Regions from separate parts of the Mus musculus genome. Here region 1 is linked to region 2. Evidence: chromatin contacts called from public HiChIP or PLAC-seq data. All regions are on one chromosome and are shown on one strand. Each heading gives the region's core, a stretch centred on a gene start, on an enhancer-like site or on the middle of the called end of the contact. The rest is flanking DNA. Distances are from core to core; before and after follow the strand shown.

Region 1 (5,184 bases), core at 1,348-3,847, 300 kb before region 2:
TTTACTGCCTGGGTCCTGATACTGTCTCCCCCACTTTCTCCCCCATCTCTGTCCACCATCCATAATGTTTTTGTCTAAAGCCCCTCTGACAGTGAGGACTTCATGACAGTAAGATACTGTTGCTCCCTCTCCAAGCTTCATTACCATTTTGAATAGAGAAACATTACCATGTATTTTGCTGTCATCTGTGTGACCTCATCATTTTCTTCACAGGCTGAAAGGTGCCAGAAGATGATCAGGTTACACAGATGAACGCAAAATACACAGCCTTCAAAACATAGCAGAGCACGGAGAATATCTGAAACAACTTCCTCTAATGGAAGTTATCTTTGAAGACCCAAATGCATTGGAGATCTATCTTCATATCAAGGTCACCATGCAGACACCATAAGGAAGATTATCAAACCACTCAATGGAACAAAAATGTTGGTTCTAATAGGACAGTCACCCGAGGTGTGCCTGCCTAAGCATGGTGTGTTGGGAAATAGAAGAAAATCTAGACCACACAGCAGAACAGAGGAGAGTGTGAATGTAGCAAAGAGAAATAGGCAAGAATAAACCAGAAAGACGCTAAGGAAAGGCTACTAAGCCTTTCCAGGTGTTTCTAAAAGGCAAGTATGCCACTCAAGGACAGTGGCTTAAGGAAGTAGCAGCCTTTAAAAAAAAAAAAAAAAAAAAAAAAAGTGTACTCTATCTGCAGTTACACTTGCATGCCAGAAGAGGGCATTAGATCCCATTACTGATGGTTGTGAGTCACCAAGTGGTTTCTGGGAATTGAACTCAGGAGCCAGTGCCATCTCTCCAACCCTGGAATGGAAGTAGCATTTTTAAGAGCAGTTAGTATTTTTTTCTTTATTATTATTTTTTAATCCTGGGCTATGAAAGGCTGATATTCTTTGTCTCCGTGGCAAGTTCTCCCCGCGATGTGTTTCAGGTTCACAGCGATAGACTCCAGTCAGCTGACCCAGATGGACTGACATGATGGAGAACTGAAGCAGCTTGTAGCTTTCTCTATTTTGTTGCTCAAAGTTGTTTTTCTTCTCTAATTCCTAATTCCCAGTGGGAAAAGAGGTCATGTGAGCTCTACCCAGAGAGAGGATGTGTTTAACACCTAACAAAACTCCAACCACCCAGTCTTTTGCAGGATGCGTGTGGGTACCTGCCTGTGTATGAGTATGTCAATAGTAAACAGCCAACACTTTTCCTAACTGTTCCCTATTGGGGATCTGGTTTACGTCTCCTGACAATGGGGTCCAGGCCATTTGGACAAAATACCCACTACAAATCCCATCAAGACAAGGGCATCTCTACTTTATGCCTGTCTTCACTTGACAATGTTGAAGAATAAGGCCCTAAGTTTCCCAAGGACCTGCCAGACTGCATGGGTCTCAGAGACGCCACCTTGGATGTTTCTATGAATATTAAGAATTTATTCCTACCTTGTTTTTGTGTTTGTTTGTTTGTTTTTCTGGTAGCATTGTGATGGAATCCATGCTTGGGTGAGAGTACTTCTTTTGTGAGGAGGCTGAGATGACCACTCGTTAGGTTGACTTTTGTGTTCCACTGTTCTTGCTTTTGCTTACAGTTTATTTTGCTATCGCTGGTAAGGGAAAAGAGGCAGGCTGGAGCCTCACATGGGTGCTGGTGGGTACTACACAGTGGATAGATGTGGGAACAAGTCTAAGAGAGCTGTGAACTTACTGTGAACTACGGATAGGCCATTGTGTGGGATGTTCTTCCCACAAGGTGGCCTTCTAGAAAGAATTACATAAACTGTGATAAGAGGATACGCAAGGACGTGCAGGAAATGCCCTGGCATGTCCCCGTTATCTCTGTGGGAAAGACAAATAGGAGGGATATTCTTGGCTCTTTTCACAAGACCAAAGATGATAACACCAGGTATATTTTCTGTACTTGTATTTGCTAAAACTAATCATAAATGTCACCTCATATTTTGCTTCCTTTAATAATAAAAATGAGAAGTTCTTTGTATTATTCTTGAGCTCAAACACCTGGAGTCCCCCAGTTCCTAGACAGGGCTTTGGAATATCCTTCCATCTACGGAGATTTAGCCTTGGCTGGCTACAGGGCAGGTGGAGCAACAGAGGTAACCTGCTGTGACGGTATGGACAGCCTCAGCTCTGCTTCAATGTATTTCTCTGACACTATCATTTGTCAATTTACCACCAATCTACCTATCATTCCATTATCTATTGATCTGTCTGTCTGTCTGAGACAGAGCCTCACTACAGGACCCTTGGTGGCGTGAAACTGGCCAGGCTGGCCTTGAATTTAAGAGATTTGTCTGCCTCTGACTCCTGAGTGTTGCTACCAAAGGCCTGTGCCACTGGTCTAATCTATTTGTCATCTATTATCTATCTGCCATCTACCCATCTTTCTATCTATCCTCTAATCGTCTGTCACCCTCTTTGGATTACTAACTTGTGCAAACTCTGCTGGCACACACTACGAACGCACCGACAAGCCAGCCAGAAGCACTGCGGGCTCTCTGGGCATGTGGATAGTAGGCTTGGCTACTTGTTAGGGGCGTGACGTCTTTAGGAGGCGCCGGAAGCAGGCATCTCAGACCGTAACGCAATCGCTCAGCACCGGAAGCGGCCGAGCGGGCCATGGAGGAAGGACCCGCCGTCGGAACCCTGTCTCGAGAGGTCTCTACCGAGGAGGCCGAGCCGTTGGGCGCCGCGTGGAGCGGGGACAGCGGCCACGTCTCGCAGAGCCACAGCAGCGCGTCCGGGCCGTGGGACGATGACGGCCCCGAGGACGCGCCGGGCCGCGACCTGCCGCTGCTGCGCCGCGCCGCCTCGGGCTACGCCTCCAGCCTGCTGCCCAGCGCGGGACCGAGGCCAGAGGTGGAGGCGCTGGACGCCAGCCTGGAGGAGCTGCTGGCCAAGGTGGACGAGTTCGTGGGCATGCTGGACATGATCCGCGGGGACTCGTCGCATGTGGTGGGCGAGGGCGTGCCCCGGATCCACGCTAAGGCGGCCGAGATGAGGCGCATCTACGGCCGGATCGACAAGCTGGAGGCCTTCGTGCGGATGATCGGGAGCAGCGTGGCCAGGATGGAGGAGCAGGTCGCCAAGGCCGAAGCCGAGCTGGGGACCTTCCCGCGGGCCTTCCGGAGGCTGCTGCATACCATCAGCGTCCCCGCTCTCTTCAGGTCGGCGCCCAGCGGGCCCCAGCGCGCGGCGTACGAGCCGCCAGTCCTGTTTCGGACCGAGGACCACTTCCCTGGCTGCGGTGACAGACCGCAGCTCTGAGCGTGTGCGCCTCCACCGCATGAGGACTCCAGCGAGACTCTTGTCCCAAGTGTTAAGAAATCCTGTGAACTGGCGTATGTGATGCCGGGATGTGAAAGGTTAAAGTTTATTTTCTGCAAACGACTTGACATCGTCAGTATTCGATGCCAAGAGTGTAGGTCTCTATGTCTTCCAGTTCGGATTCGAAAGCTCTTTGGTGGGGACCTGGGGAAGCCAACTGAATTAATTTATCGGTGCAATACGGCAGAGCTGTTATTTTTATGGCCTTTATTACAGTGAACAGTGTTTCCTTGTTAAGATTTATATATTTATATGATCAAAAGTGCCCAAGAAATTAAAGCTGTATTATTAAATCCTAACAGTGGTTCAGTTTTCTGTAGCCTTCTGGGATAGATAGTAAATTGTTTTGTATTATATTCAATTTTCTATGGTGTAGACTGTAAGCCAAAGGAAAGAAGACAGTTTCTTAAGATAGCAAACTGGGCGTTTTGTTGCAGGGAGTCCTGAAGTTGTATTTGACAGTTTGACTGGAAGCTTAGTTTATCAAAGCAAGAATATTAATGTATGGTTGTCAGTGTTCTATTTATAGCACATCAATTAAAATGTTAAATTTCTTTGGCAGAGATTTCCTTCTGGAGATTATTTACCATAGTTTGTTTGGAAATGAGCCTGTCGTTCATGTTTTTAGTAGTGGGGTAAGAAAAGGCAACTTCCTTCTTTGGAAGGTTTGTGTGAAGAGCCAACCTCGCTGCTCTTCTCACAGTTCTGCGGTTCTTCCCCCGAGTCTCGTTGAGCAGAAGGGTTTTGTTCTTTCACTTTGGGGCACACGGGTCCCTTACCAACAAACTACTATTTCCTAAGTTGGTTCTCCCAGGTAGTACTCAGCTGAGTCTCTTGCTGTCTGTCAGGGTAAAGTCGGTAATGGAACCAGATGTGATAGCACACATTTGCAATCCCAGCACTCAGGAGTCGGAGGCAGGAAGATCAGAGTAGCAGGATAACCTGGGCTGTAGAGTAAGCTCCAGGTCAGCCTGGGTAGTTAAGAAGACCATATATCAGTAAATAGATGACTTAGCCAGGTATGGTGGTGCACGCCTTTAATCCCAGTACACAGAAGGCAAAGGCAGGTGGATCTCTTAGTTTGAGGCCAGACTGGTCTACATAGTGAGTTCTAGGAGAGCCAGGGTTACAACCCTCAGTAAATAAATGTGATAGTATTATCTCCTTTTGCTTTTCATGGGCCTTCTGTGTTGTATGGTGACATATTTTTTTTCATTTGATTTGTAGTTCACATCAAGAAACAGGTTTAAAAGCTGAGGGGACAAGTGACCTACATTTACTGTTCAGAATCTAGTGGGTGCTACTAGAAATTATTAATATATTTTTATGACAGTCAATGAATGTGAAAATAGAGTTCCAGGACAGCCTGTGCTAAAGAGTAGCACCCTGTCTCAAAAAACACCAAAAAAAAGATTGCTTTCGTAAGGTTTTAGAGAGATGGCTCAGCAGTTAAGAGCATGGTCTGTTCCCACTTGGTTTTGAAGACAGGGTTTTTCTGTGTAGTCCCAGCTGTCCTCTTGGACCAGGCTAGGCTCCAACTCAGAGACCTTCCTGTGTCTGTCTCCCAAGTGCTGGAGTTAAAGGCATGCACCACCATTGCCCAGCTAGCCCACTTCAGTTTTGTGAGCACTCACAGTGTCTGTTAGCTACAACTCTTTTCTTAAAAGGTTGTTCACTCCAGGCAGTAGAAACACGCCTTTAATACCAGGACTCGGGAGGCAAAGGTAGGCAGATCTGAGTTTGAGGCCAGCCTGGTCCACAGAGCAAGTTCCAGAACAGCCAGGAATACACAGAGAAACCTTGTCTTGAAAAACATCAACAAAAAGTTGTTTACATATCTGTACAA
Region 2 (5,902 bases), core at 1,173-3,672:
ACTCCAGCCTGTGTCAAGTTGACACACAAAACTAGCCAGTACAGTGACCCAAGGAGATAAGGACTTTTCTGAGGGGATGCAGTTAAGATGAAGTCATCAGGTGCGATTTGGTCTCCTTGTGAAGAGGATTTGGGGCAGGGGTGACATCTAGGGAGAAAAGGGTCAATAAAGGCAGAGATTGTTCTAATGCCTCTTCACCCTGTGGGCACCAGGCATGGTCATCACTTACCCTATACCAAGCCACCTCTGCCCTCCATCACACCCTCCACCAGACCCACATGCAAAATGTCTTCACCCCCAACACTCCCAAAGCCCCGTGAAGTCCAGTCTTGCCTCTGGGTCAGAATCTCACGCCGTTCATTCCTGACCACCATAGGTGTCCCAGGTCTCTACCCTCTCTGAGCTTGGGCCTTTTTCAGAGTCCTGCAAGTTGTCCTCTGACTGTCACATGCACAGCCTACATACGCCTGCCCACTCAAGGCAAGGTAAAGATAAAAATACACATCCAACCCAGGGGTCTTTTACTGTACTCCCAGTCAGGCACAGCCATCATGAGAGGTAAACACTTAACACATTGTCCTTACGCACTGATGGCTACTTTGCTCCCGCTCTTCTGGCTGGGTTTGTGTGCCAACTCAACACAAGCTAGAGTCCTCCGAGATGAAGGTTGAGAAAATGCCTCCATGAGATCCAGCTGTAAGGCATTTTCTCAGTTAGTGTTCAATAGAGGAGGGCCCAGCCAGTAAGCAGCACCCTTCCGTGACTTCCACCTCAGCTCCTGCCTCCAGGTTCCAACCCCGCTTGAGTTCCTGTCCTGATTCCTTCTGTGATGAACATCAATGTGGAACTGTAAGCCAAATAAACCTGAAGTGGAAATTTCTGGTTCCTTTGGAAACTCAGTTGTGTCACGTGATGCTTTTCCGAAAGCTGTCTTGCGAGAGGATGTTTTGCTGAAGCAGACACATGCGAGGGAGGGCATAGGCTTTGCTGGAGCTGGCGCTTGAGAGAAGGCATGATGTTTAAGCAGAATATAAATATAACTCCACAGACAGTCTCCCTGGTGTCGCTAAGCTGTGCAGTGCTCCGCTGATATTCTTTGGTCTTCACTTCATAGAGAGAAAGGCAACGAAGAACTTCTCGTGGTGTTCCGGCTGACTCGGGCTGATTCTGCTGACTCGTGCTGATTTGGCAAATCTTTGGGGTTTCAGCTGGATGGAGCCACTGCTACTGATTTGTGCTTGGTGTTTGCTATTGGACTTAACTGCTGATATCCTGACAAGGAAGATTGGAATTGCCCCCAAAGGACTACTTCTAAGCAGGTCTACAGACCCCTTTCCTTTTAACCTTCTTTTCCCACTACCTCTGGGTGGTGGGCTAGAAGAGAGGTTTAATTAAGAACCGTAATTAAAGTAAGTTTTGAAAAATCTAAGCCAACGTAAATCCTTTCTTTTAAACTTGCTTTTTGGTCATGGTGTTTTCTTAAGACAACAGAAGCTTTAACTAAGATACCCACCCAGCATGCTAGCTTATTTTCTCTCCCTGCTCTGGGAACTCCATGTTAATGGGATCTTATAATCCCTGGCCTATTGTAAATAGCTGCTTCTGCTTGACATCGGATTTTAAAGGTACACCTGTGCTGTGTCCTATTTCAGAATGTCACTCCTTTCTGTGGCTAAATAATATTCCTTGCTATCTCACTGTATGGCCAGATCACATTTTGTTCACTTGACATTTGATGGGAGATTGGGCCATCCCGACCTTTTGGCCTCTCTGAACATCTGTGTGTGCACCTTTGTGTGTGCACCTTTGTGTGGACATTGGCTTTCATCTCTTTTAGATATTATATTAGTTACTTTTCTTACTGTTACAACAAATGCTGGACAGAAGCAACTTAAGGGAGGGTGTTGTTTTGGCCCACAGTTTGAGGGTGCAGTTCATCCTGGTGGGATAGCACAGCGGCAGGAGGCAGTGGGGTTACACAGTGTCCTCTGTCAGCCGGAGGCAGCTTGTTACATTGTGTTTCCCAGTCAAGAAGCAGAGCTTGCTGGAGCATAGCTTGCTTTCTCCTGTTTATTCAGTCTGTGACTACAGCCGGTGGTGCTAGTCTCACAGACAGGCCCCGAGGCATCTCCTATGTGAATTTGAATCCAGTTAGACTGACGGGGGAGATTCACCACTATAGGTTTGCACCCAGAACTGGCATGCTGCACATCATGGAATTCTACGGGAGAAAGGAGCAGACTGACTTCCAGAGCAACCCCCACATCCTTATTCCTCCTGGCCTTGTGGACTCATGTCATTATATCCTTTTGGTTTTGATCTGTAGCTCTCTGCTGGCTAACGAGCAAGCCCAGCATCTCTTCATAGGCCTCTGTAGAACACCTGCCGAGGTCGCTGTCTCTTTATGCCTCCATTGCAGGACTGCTTTAAGCATTCTGATAAGATCTCTTGGCAGATGTGTGCTTTAAAGTGTTTCCTCATTGTCTTCCTGCTCCCGAGCTTGTCCTTTGATAAGCAAAGGGAGCTTTGGGTTTGATGAATCTCCTGTGCCCTTCACTTTTGTTGTTGTTGTTACTGCTGCCGCCCATGTTTTTGTTTCTGTGGTGGTGTTAAATCTGAGACCATGATGATGCAGCCCTGTGTCTTCTCACTGCATGTGTGTCCATCACTGGCCTGAAAGCTTGCCAATTCAGCCTGGCTGGCTAGCCGGCAAGCCCCAGGGATCCTCCTGTCGCTGCCTCTTGGGTGCTGAGATCACACACATGTGTCACCATGCCTGGCTTTTCCCACATTGGTTCTGGGGATCAAACTCAGGGCCCACTGTGTGTGCAGCAAGCACTTTACTGACTGTTTCTCTGGCTCCCACCCTATGTCTTCTAAGGGCGCGTTAGCCTGTGCTTCTCCAGGCAGCCATCTAATCCCCTGTGAGCAAACCCAGCAGTTCCACCTGGAACACTGAGAGGGTCCATCCTACTGCAGCTTGCAGAGCTGTCAGGGTAGGGGGTGGGCTAGGATAGAGCTGCGTCAGTGTTGGGGAGTACTCAGAGAGGAAGAGCCTAGGTCAGTTGCAACAATCTATGAGCTAGCTTCAAAGGGCAACTGAAAGACAGCCACAGGTGTCTCCTTAAGGGGCTGCAATAGGATGGGAATGGGCAGGGAGGGTCTTAAGAAGGAAGGCTTTCTGTCTTATGGAGGCTAGGCAGGAACTCTCAGGAGTTGGAGTCAGAACCAACTCCCCTCCCCCACCTACCCAACCCCTCCCCCAACCTCTACATAGGGAAGAGCTGGTGTAGGCTGGGGAGTCTCTGGTAGTCAGATTGTAACCAAAGATCCAAAGAGCCTCTGCCCAGCCTTGGGCCTCCGTGGGCACCCAGTCTCCTGGACCACTCCTTTCCTAGCTCTGGAGATCCTGCTCCAGGCTCCCTTTGCCTGGCTGTTAGCCATCTTTCTATCCAGGCCCTAATTCTGCTGTCACCTCCTTTGAGCCACAGTCCAGGATTGCCCACCCCAGTTTCTCCATGTCCCCTGTGTGCCCTGCTTCCTCCTGGCATGGGCACACTGGGATTTCCTTGCTTTCCCCTGGGCGGCGGGCGGCTGCCCCAGGCTCTGACGGAACTGTTTTACCTTCTGTCCTCCCTCATCCCCGCTTCCTTGCTGGGAGCACTCACCCCCATCACTTTGCTGATTCCCTCATACTGGGATAATTGCCGAGCTGGCAGAGGCCTGGCAGAGCCCGATGCCCTGTTGAGTCCAGCCTCCTTCTGCACCCCCTGCCTTCAGTTCCTCCAAGTCAGCCTGATTTACCGGTCTTTCTGGGCCTATTCGCCAGGTGTCTGGCCCTGTCTGGAAACAAATGCTTTGCCTTGAGGTGATAAACGGGGCACAGTGGGGCTCAGCTTGGAGCCAGCGGGTGTGAATGGTGCAGCCTGCCTGCCTTCACTCTTACTGCAGACTTCAGCCAAGAAAGCATTTAAAATACAGTCCTGATTTTCCTTTGTTCTTGGAGCTCTCTTCACACACTGTGTTTTGAGAAATCAGTGCAACAAGTCCTGTTCACTATGCCCTTAAGCCAGAAAGAGGAGACCCTTTTGGACCCTCAGTCTGTATTCCTCCCAGAAGGCAAATGTGCACCTTGAGGTGATCATGGCACGGGGTATGGCCTCTCAGGGCTCAGGAAGAGCAACCTTGTACCGTGCTGCTTTGTGTCCCTGGGGGAGGTCAGGTGTCCTTGGCTCAATGTGGCCTCCCTGGGGCTGTCACTGAATTGAGCTGTTAGGTACTCTGCCAACATGGTGCCAGCCGAAGGAAAACCCACGCAACCCTTTCCTGCTGCTCTGCACTGGAAGCCCAAGGCCTTTGAGGGGGTTGATCAGGACCATGTGTGGCCTGCAGACCCTGCAAGGCTGAGCAGCCAAGGGAGCTGGATGGCAAGGTGAGGACTAGGTATTCCCAGCCACACAGCACCTTCCTCTGTGGCTCCTCCTATGGTGCTCCTCTTGGCTTCCTCTGAGCCACCTTAACTGGGCTTCTTCTGGGGCACTGGATAAGGCTCTCTTAACCTTCTGAGCCTTAGGCAATGCCCTGGTGCTAAGTGAGCTGGTGCCCACCCCCTTGCGGTCCGACTGTGCAGGCACCCTCTGCATGCCTGTGCGCATGAGAGTGCACGTATGTTTTCTGTGCAAGGGCATGCACGCATATGCTCTGTGGACACATGAGTGGAGAAGTCTGTATGCATGCTCTGTGCAAGCATATGTATGAAGGCACTTACGTGTATGCACATGCATGAGATCACATACATGTGTGTTCTGTACATGCAGATGTGCAGGGTGGAAGCTTATGGCTCAAAAGTGGTGTGTCTGGGAGTCAAGCTGCCAAGGAGTAAAGTTGTGACGGTTGGCGTTAGCATTAGTGGTCAACTTGATAGTCTCTAGGTCACTGGGGAGACAGGCCTCTGGGCATGTCTGTGGGGGGTTTCTTGGTTTCAGTAATGGAGGTGGGAAGAGCCTCCCATAGTGGGCGGCACCATCCCTGGCTGGGGCTGGACTGTCTGTGTGGAGAAAAGGAACTGGGCAGCAGCAGCAACATCACCTCAGCTTCCTGACTGCAGATGTGGTGTGAGCAACTGCTTCAAGCTCCTGCTGCCTTGATTTGTAGCTTGATGGTACAAGATACCATGGTAGACTGCACCTTGAACTGTGAGCTGAAATAAGCCCCCTTCCCCTGGGTTGCTTTCTGTCATCGTGTTTGTCACAGCAACAGGAAAAACAACAACGACAACATCTAAGCACTGTCCTGCCTAGGTTACAGCATGGTCCTCCATGTACATGACTGTTGGGTACAGGGCTATGGCACAGGAGGCTTAGGACCTGGGATGCTTAGTTCAAGCCTTGCCTCTGCCACAGCAGGCTACCAAACCTTCAAAGTTCAGAACACCTCTGTTCGCAGCTTCTGTTTCTCTATAAAGGGGATTCCCTTCACCTCTATAGCCCAATGGAAAGTCTATGGAATGGAGCAAGACAGTGATGGACGGAGTGGCTCAGTATCTGAGCCAATGGGTCCACAGATATCCCCTCTGTGTAAGCGGAGCCTATGCTGAGCTGCCCACTGGGCAGCCTTGTAGTTTGTCCTACGGAGTGACCCAGAAGCTTGGCCCCAGCCTTATTCTCACTGGGCCCATGTCCTGGGCTGGAGCCAGAACTTAGGATGCACATCCTGGGTAAATGACAAACTTCAGCATCCTAGCTCCTGCACTGTCGAATGAGGGTGTGCCTCAGCATGGTGCCCTGGGCTGTCAAGAACCAGGGAGCTCGACTGGTTCTCATTCTACCAAGGCAGATTTCTCCAGGGACTCAGGGCCTGGCCACTGCTGTATGACAGTCACCCTCTGATTCTTCCTTCTCCT

What was found. HiChIP or PLAC-seq counts read pairs in DNA pulled down with a chosen protein or histone mark.
Region 1: a contact with region 2 is called in an H3K27ac HiChIP or PLAC-seq map of T-cell acute lymphoblastic leukemia, with 6 times the contacts expected there. The contact joins the promoter of Bloc1s4 here to the enhancer-like site in region 2. A contact is called at or near these places in 20 of 39 promoter capture datasets (the 3T3-L1 cell line, the C10 cell line, the HPC-7 cell line and 13 more), 3 of 15 datasets of contacts at CTCF or cohesin (CD8 T cells, the G1E-ER4 cell line and embryonic stem cells), 42 of 484 Hi-C or Micro-C datasets (B cells, the BV-2 cell line, the C10 cell line and 26 more), 23 of 115 datasets of contacts at active chromatin or transcription factors (the 230-238 cell line, T-cell acute lymphoblastic leukemia, bone marrow-derived macrophages and 11 more) and 4 of 9 other capture datasets (adipose tissue, embryonic stem cells, liver and 1 more).

What each region holds. Positions count from the first base shown.
Region 1 is chr5:36,746,092-36,751,275 of GRCm38.p6, reverse strand. It overlaps Bloc1s4 (biogenesis of lysosomal organelles complex-1, subunit 4, cappuccino), which reads left to right and starts at 2,597. Exons shown (of 1, transcript NM_133724.3): 1 at 2,597-3,902. The coding sequence starts at 2,631. The coding sequence ends at 3,278.
Region 2 is chr5:36,443,136-36,449,037 of GRCm38.p6, reverse strand. 2210406O10Rik (RIKEN cDNA 2210406O10 gene) reads left to right here. Exons shown (of 3, transcript NR_126488.1): 3 at 1,115-1,427. Among named protein-coding and RNA genes, the nearest start is that of 2210406O10Rik, 19 kb to the left of the region's middle. Within about 2 kb of position 2,422, at least 27 of the 459 cell types and tissues checked have an H3K27ac peak or open chromatin away from gene starts, as enhancers often do. A contact at or near this core is called in T-cell acute lymphoblastic leukemia, where this site is marked.